Regions from separate parts of the Rattus norvegicus genome. Here region 1 is linked to region 2. A link is a contact called in public Hi-C data. All regions are on one chromosome and are shown on one strand. Each heading gives the region's core, a stretch centred on a gene start, on an enhancer-like site or on the middle of the called end of the contact. The rest is flanking DNA. Distances are from core to core; before and after follow the strand shown. Region 1 holds the start of Grpel1 (GrpE-like 1, mitochondrial). Region 2 overlaps Tbc1d14 (TBC1 domain family, member 14).

Region 1 (3,814 bases), core at 1,145-3,644, 110 kb before region 2:
TTCGATCTGCTGGTATCCCTGTCTCTGCTGGGCCGTCCATGATCACCGTTGAATGTGAACTCGGACAGCTAATCCAAGTGTTTTCTCCAGGCGACTCCATCTCTGTGTGTAGATTGCTGGCCAGGTGGATGGTGAAGTTCTGGACCTCAGGGGGACCACACAACTGCCTAAGACAGTATTGTCTGTGGTGGCTTCCATTCAAGTAGTTCCCGAGTGGGCCACCAGGTGGCAGCACAGGCCAGTATGCCTCCTAGCGGGAAAACCTGGGACTGAGAAGGTAGTTCCCAGGGGCCTCATCCCTGGAAAAACCCATACCTCCATACACAGCGGCTTGAACTCTTCATCTGTCTCTGCTTACAGACGTGCTGGTACTGGGCATTATCATCTCTCTGAAGCCTTACGGCAAGTGAGAAGACCCAAGATTTAAGAGTAACCATGTTCCACAAAACAGATGCAGTTTGGTGACCCGCTGCTACTACCAGGGAAAGCCACAGGAGGTTTAAGTCTTATCCCAGAAAGCTTCAAAGGAAATTGTACAAGCCCCATGGTATTCATCCGCCGGCTTCAGCACTGTCAACACTTTTCCACAGTCTTACAAGAAACCTCACCTTTTAAAACTAGAGTACTTTTTTTCCTTTTTTTTTTTTCCAGAGCTGGGGAACGAACCCAGGGCCTTGCGCTTGCTAGGCAAGCGCTCTACCACTGAGCTAAATCCCCAACCCCAAAACTAGAGTACTTTTAAAGCCATTCCCAAACAACATGACAATTTACCATAAATATGCCCATTCACAGCCCTGCCCATTGGCCCGTATCATTCCCTAACAAAAGGGCCAGTGGCACCGCACTATCATCTGATACCCGTCACACTCAATTTCCCTTTTCACAGTTGGTCTGTTCCATCACCACCGAGTGCCATAGACTCAATCCAATTATGCCTTTTCATTTCGTTAGTGCTCTAACGGTATCCCCTCTCCCCCTACTCGACCCCAGCCCTAATGAATTAACAAATCAGGCCACTTGTCCTACAACACACCAATGAACCAGGATTCCTGGAAACTGCAGCAAAGGCTGAATAAAGAATTAAAACCTCTATGACTGTGGAGAGGCTGAATCGTTGCAGGTGCAGGGCCTAATTGCAATTTATCTTGGGCTATCTTTAGTCCATTAAATAGATTCTTTGCCCCACTCTGTGTCAGACCTAACGTCAAGATAAACAGATTAAAATCTTGGTGACGCGTAGTAACAAAACCCTTATTCCCCACCAATCAAAGGGCGAAGAATGAGGCCTGCAGCTGAGGTTCCGGTTTGCTGTAATCACCTACCGAACATTTCCACTAATACATTTTTCGACTTGAATTGTGGCTTTCTTTGTTCTGCTACTATGCAAACGTCCTGAAACTGTTTTCCCATTGGAACGTAGGATTTGGGGTGTCCTAAAACTGTTTCTGCACTCATTATTGGCTCCAGAATTAACTTATTCCCCATGAGGTGAGTGCTGTGCTTTTGGGTGGACATGTTCCCCAGGCCACCGACAAAAAGCAGCATGTGTTGAGGAAATGGTTTTAATAAAAGCGAAGTTAAATAATAGACTTTTTGGTCCTTTTGAGGGCACTCGCAAACTGTAGTCCACAGACGAAGCGTGGAATTCCGTCTCGGAATTTGAAGGAGCGGGGAGAGGAAGGAAGCAGTTGCATATACAAGAAAGCATCCTCAGACATCTCTCAGCTTTGCGACCTCCCCCATAGTACTGACCAAACATCTGCACCAAATCCTCGAAGCTCTCCTGCACACACTGCTGTTAGTTCATTTTCTTATGTTGCATTCTGAGCAAACTGGAGGTGGCAGAAAGCACAAAACTAAGTCATGCTCATCGGGCGGTCCACAGGCAGCCTGCTGACATAGCGTGCTTGCGGCAGACGTAGTAGAGATGGGGTCCGTCCCTTCCCGGGACGCCACCCCCCACCCCCCCCCAAAAAAAAACGTTGGCAGAATGTAGCCGGAGCCTAGAGCGAACACCAGTCAACTGGCATGCGTTCCACGGTCCCCAGCCCAGCGCTCGCCGCCTCCCGCCCCGCCCCGCCCCGCCCCGGCGCTCTTCCTCTTCATTGGCTATCTCCGGGCGCGCCCACGCCCACAGAAGCTCCGTTTCCCTCCACCCCCTCCACCCCTCCCGCTTCACCTTTCACCTCCTCACCTTCCGGGACTCCCAGAAGCCTCAGTCCCCGCCCACCAGAGAAGGGGGAACCGGTACTCTGTCATGACTCGCAATTATTGGTGGAAATTATCTGTCCATCAGAACAACGGCGATCACGGATTAGCTAAACAACAGCAGTAGGTGGGGAAGCCGGTGTAGGGGCTTTCGCGCATGCGCAGTGTGAGTGCAGTGACGCGACCCCGGGGGTAGTCATGGCGGCTCGGTGCGTGAGGCTGGCGCGGCGCAGCCTCCCGGCTTTGGCGCTGTCGTTCAGGTAAGAGAGCACTGCTCCTCCGCGTCGGCCCCACTCTTGGCCCAGAGCTCTGGCGAGGACATTAGCAGCAGGTCTGGTCCCCGCATCGGTGCCCGTGCGCCCTGAAGTCTCATCCTCACAGTCGGATCCCCGTGCCTGGCCTCAACGCGCGGGTGTCCCGGTGTTTGCTGTGCGGCGCTGCACGAACTGGGCCCGAGGGCCGAGGAGTGGGGCCGCTGGGGCGTAAATGTGGGGATCTGGGTGATGCGTCAGGTGGAAGGCTCCGCCATTTGCTTGTCAGGCGACACACGGTACTCTCACCGGCATAGGGGCACCACCCCTCCTGGAATTGCAAAAGACAACAAGCGGGAGACTTGCCCAAGGTCAGGCAGCCAGGCAGAAGCCCGCCTGCCTAGGGGCTGGGGTTACTGATCCCTAATCCAAACCAGAATGTGTGCTGCCTGGTTATTGGCTTTTCCCACTGTCCCTCACATTTTGTCCTCCGCGGAATGTGAAGTCCAAGGAGCAACAAAGACAGTGTGCGCAGTTTAATTAGATAAATGCCCATTTTTTTGGCAATCTTTACCTTAACTCGTGGCTTCCGGCTTTTGAGTCGCACCTCCAAAGTTAGGCAGTGCTCAGTTTCTTTAGCTTGTTTCTTCCTGGAACCAAGTTTTTGGTTGATTTAAAAAAAATAAAAAGAGCGACTTTGCCCGAATCTTGTGGAAACTGAGCGGAATGGGAGCGGGCCTTTTCATCTAGTGAGAGTTAACATGTGGATGATCTCTTATACGTGACCACAAGATGAAAACAGGCTTACATTGTGCAAAGAGCTGGGAGCTAAGCAGTGAGCAGTCTGGAGTATTCCCGTGGAAGCATTTCTTACTTGTGGTGCTTAGAGTTGACAGGAAGGATTCCCATCCGGTCCCATCCCCCAGCTTGGTTTATGTCTGTCTCTTAAATTGTGGTTTTGAAGAAAGGTGCTCTAGTAGGAAGGACAGCCGTATAGCTGCTAGTCATAACTCCACAATATCCCTAAGCTTGGCTTCCCTCTTCCCTGAGGGACCTAGTCCTAGTTCCTTACATGAAAGTATCTGTACAGCAAAACTCTTGCTGAAAGGCTGATTGTCACTCCCAGGGGTGGAGATAATTCATACTGTAGGCAGGCTTCACATGTGTATGGGTGTTTTGCCTGAACATAGGTCCATGCACCATGTGTGTGCCTAGTGCCTTCAGAGGTCAGAAGAGTTACAATTAGCTGGTTGTTACCTGGGAATCAAAGTTAGGTCCTCTACAAGAATAACAAATGCTCTCCACCACTGAGCCAACTCCCCAGCCCAGATTCTTAGCTTTTTTAAAAGCATGAC
Region 2 (3,997 bases), core at 49-2,548:
ACCAGTGGAAGGGGAAGCCCTGGGTCCTGCTAAGACTGAACCCCCAGTGAACTAGATTGTTGGGGGGAGGGCAGCAAGGGTGGGGAGGATGGGGAGGGGAATACCCATAAAGAAGGGGAGGGGGGAGGGGGATGTTGGCCTGGAAACCGGGAAAGGGAATAACACTCGAAATGTATATAAGAAATACTCAAGTTAATAAAAAAAAAAAAGAAAGAAAGAAAGAAAGAAAAAGAAATTAGATGCCAAAAAAAAAAAAAAAGTGCACATCAGGGGTTGGGGATTTAGCTCAGTGGTAGAGCGCTTGCCTAGTGAGCGCAAGGCCCTGGGTTCGGTCCCCAGCTCCGGGGGGGGGGGGGGGGGGGGGAGTGCACATCAGTCAGGGCCTGGGCAAACACCTAGCTAGTGCTGTCTGTGGGGTGAGAAACCATCTTATTCAGACAATGGCACTAGTCAAGAAGTGGGGAAGAAAGTAGGGCTGCCAGCCCTGAGCCATGGTGTTCCCTGTCTCTGGGGCCTCTTTCAGGGAAAAGCCAAATGAACTCTGAGGCCTCTGGTGATTCATTAAGTCTCAGGAACAGGGTGTCTGCCTTTGAGGAAATAAGCCTAAAAGGGAAAAAGTGCTCCACTTGCAGCATATTTGTGCTGGCTACTCACTCTTATGTCAACTTAACACACAAACTAGAGATAACTGAAAGGAGGGACTCGTGACAACAATGCTTCCATAAGATCTAACTGTAGGACATTTTCTTAGTTATTGACAGGGCCCAGCCCATTGTGGGTGGTTCAATCCCAGGGCTGGTGGTCCTGGGTTCTAAAAGGAAACAGGCTGAGCAAGCTTAGGGGAGCAGGCCAGAAACAAAACCCCTGCATCAGCTCCTGCCTCCAGGTTCCTGCCTTGTTTGAGTTCCTGTTCTGACTTCCTTTGATGATGAACAAAATAAGGAAGTGTGAGCCAAATAAACCCTTTCCTCCTCAACTTGCTTTTTGGTTGTGGTGTTTTGTCACAGCAATAGTAATCCTAACTAAAACTATACTCTAGAGCCAACTCTGCAAAGGGCTAAGGCCACCTGCTCCTTGGGCCCTTCCACCTGGTACTACCAATGCCATAAAACCAGAGGCCACACTCCAGGCCTCCTGCCTTCTGCCAGTGCCCCCAAAGGGGGAGGTTGCACAAACAAAACACATGCTTCTGAGACAAGGCCGTAGGGTGATCTTTGGAAGTTGGCCTAAGGAAGGTGGCCTGCCTCCAAGTCACATGCTTTCTAAGCACAGACTGAGCCCGAATTCCCCACACTAAGCAGATACAAAGGCCCTCCCGTCATCTCTACCTTCCCCCACTTTTCAACATGCAGCCCAACTGGGGCCACTGTACAGAGCAAGGAGCTCCAGCCCAGCAAGGTCATCGGGGGTTTTGGGCTCTAGCCAACTGTGGCATGGGAAGCTCCAACTTGGGGAGCTTACCACCTCCTTCCTCCTCTGTCCCCTCCTTGGCTTCTTCAGGAAGCTATAAAGCTCTTTCTAGACTCTTCTACCACACCCCACCTAAAATGATGAGATTTTACAACTATTCTCCTGTTTACAACTGTTCCCTGGCCACCAGGTCTCAAACTTTAGGCAGGAACAGTTTACTCATTTCTGGACTTCAGCATCTACCATAGATTAAGGATTTTTAAAAGTATGTGCTGAATTAATTACTAACAACCAAGTCCTCAAGTGGGCAGGTTTCCCAGACAGCCCCATCCATGAGCATTCAACTGAAATCTGGGTCATATTCTAAGAACAAGGCAATGCTAACAGAAGCAATACAAGTGGCAGAAAAGCTGACTGAGTCCTGGTAACATGTGCACACACCAGACACTGCAACTGGGCAATCCACTCAGAACAACAGCAGGTTACATGTGGACCTGACAATGGGAACCACTCTCCACAGTGATAGTCATTTTCTGACATCTACATCAGAGCAACACAATGTGCCTACAGCAGGCACTCTAACCTGGGCAGACTCAGCATTAACTGAGTCCATTTAGGGAGGAAGAGCACACTGCCAGGGGAGGGACAAAATGCAGGGTAAATGGTGATTAGTCACCACTTTCCGGACCAGAGACAAACACACAAGATATGAAACAGGCATATGAGGAAGGCTGTTTTTAACACATAGCAAGACCACGTAAGTTTCATGTGTTCTGCAGGAAGCAAAGAGGAAACTGCCTGAGGTTTTGGAACAGCCCAAATCCATCCCATAGGGCTGTTCTTTGTGTAAGACAAGTAACAAAGAGAGCCAAGTTCTACTAATAATGTAGACAGGGCTATGTGAGACAGTCTAATCCAGTCGCAACCACTTGATTTCCTCCTCCCCAAATCCATGGCCATAATCTTCACACACACACACACACACACACACACACACACACACACACACATCACACATCACACCATTCTGAAACACAGACCAAATGATTAGATTTGTCCTTAGGAAGTGAAATCCCCTCCCTGGTGGTTGCAGAAGGACAAATTGCCCTAGCTAGGACCATTCCTGGGGACTTTCCCCACCCCCAAAGGTTATGGGCCCAAGTATCCCTTCTTGACGCAGCTCCTCTCTGATGTTCCTGGGGAAAGGGCATTCCTGGCACCACCAGTAAAGGAATACTACTGTTTTCTCTCACCATCAAAGGACAGGACAGTACACTCACCTTAGCTGCCACGTCTCCCCTCAGCCCAGTTCTACCTGATTTCCAGGTCCTTATTTTAAGGGCAAAATACCCAAAGCTTGTTTCTACTCAGCCACGCCTGAGGGCACATACATCAGTCAGTACCAGGGGAGCAGGATTACTTGTAATATCTTCCACATGTATAGCTACCAGTTAATGCAGACCAGGCTTCTCTAAGCTGAACAGGCCCCACAAGTCTTCTGTATCTAACACCCACAACATCCTTGAGAAAGCCTCTTGGGGTGCCCCATGTTTAACAGTAAGGGTTCTGATGAGGTCTTCTGCTTCTTGAAGCAAAGTTCCACCAGGCTGCATCTCAGCCCAGAACACAGGGTGTTCAGGATAAACTTTAGCTCAGGACAGGCTACCAATGAGATCTAACACCAGAATTCCTTAGGTACATTCCGCTTGTGTGAATTCCCCTGTACTGCAGAGAGTGTCACAGGAAGTAACTGGGAGAGAGTCTCTCTTTTAGTGCTCTTTAAGTCTTTAAGTCTCTTTAAGTAGGAAGGTCAAAGGGACCAGGATAGTCCAAGAGCATTACACCAGTTCACAGGAGCGGCTACCTGCCAAGAGCACAGAGCCTGCTGGGTGCTCAACCTTCACACCCATCTACTTAGATAAGAGCCAGAAACCTCAGCTCCAGACAAAGAGCCAGGGCTAAGAAAGCAGCCATGCTGGGCTAACCTGGATCTCACTCAAAAGTAGGAGGCAGCCCACTGCTCACTCTTTGTACTGTCACTGTACAGAATGGAAGTCAATTATAAAAGTTCTTTCTTAGGTTATTCTTAGGGCAAAAACAGTCCTAAGACAATTACCTAAACTCATACATCCCTCTGGAAGGCGAATGGCAACTTACCTGAAGCTCTCACATTCTGGGTGAACTATTTCACCCGTATATTTCAGCATACCAGACTTCAAACTATTGAAGATCCTAAAGACTCCCTCGGGGCCCTAAAGACAGACACTTAACTTACAATTTAAAGGCCAGCAGGAGACCCTTTAAATTAAGGACAGAATATATGGAGTGTTCCTTTCTCTCCCAAATGTTTCAGTGACATTTAATGACTAAACAGGGAGGTGTGAAGTAGCGATGGATCAGGAAGATATGCAGACCACTTCACAAAGGCGACATAATTCTTTACTTCTTTGTTTGAGAGAAAGAGTCTCTTTCACTAAGTAGCCCTAGCTGGCCTGGAGCTCACTAACTGACAAAGATGGCCTCAAACTCACAGAGATCTGCCTGCCTCTGCTTCCAGAGCTCTGGGAGCAAAGGTGTGCTTAATTCT

Evidence for each region. A called contact is a pair of places that touch in the nucleus more often than the background predicts.
Region 1: a contact with region 2 is called in a Hi-C map of mammary epithelial cells, with 2.0 times the contacts expected there. The contact joins the promoter of Grpel1 here to the enhancer-like site in region 2. A contact is called at or near these places in 9 of 12 Hi-C or Micro-C datasets (the A7r5 cell line, Schwann cells, frontal cortex and 4 more).

Annotation. Positions count from the first base shown.
Region 1 is chr14:78,521,448-78,525,261 of GRCr8, reverse strand. It overlaps Grpel1 (GrpE-like 1, mitochondrial), which reads left to right and starts at 2,394. Exons shown (of 4, transcript NM_024487.4): 1 at 2,394-2,468. The coding sequence starts at 2,407. It also overlaps a transcript of Tada2b not described here.
Region 2 is chr14:78,405,217-78,409,213 of GRCr8, reverse strand. All of the region lies in intron 2 of Tbc1d14 (TBC1 domain family, member 14), which reads right to left. Among named protein-coding and RNA genes, the nearest start is that of Tbc1d14, 9.9 kb to the right of the region's middle. Within about 2 kb of position 1,298, at least 35 of the 93 cell types and tissues checked have an H3K27ac peak or open chromatin away from gene starts, as enhancers often do. A contact at or near this core is called in the A7r5 cell line, hepatocytes, kidney and 1 more, where this site is marked.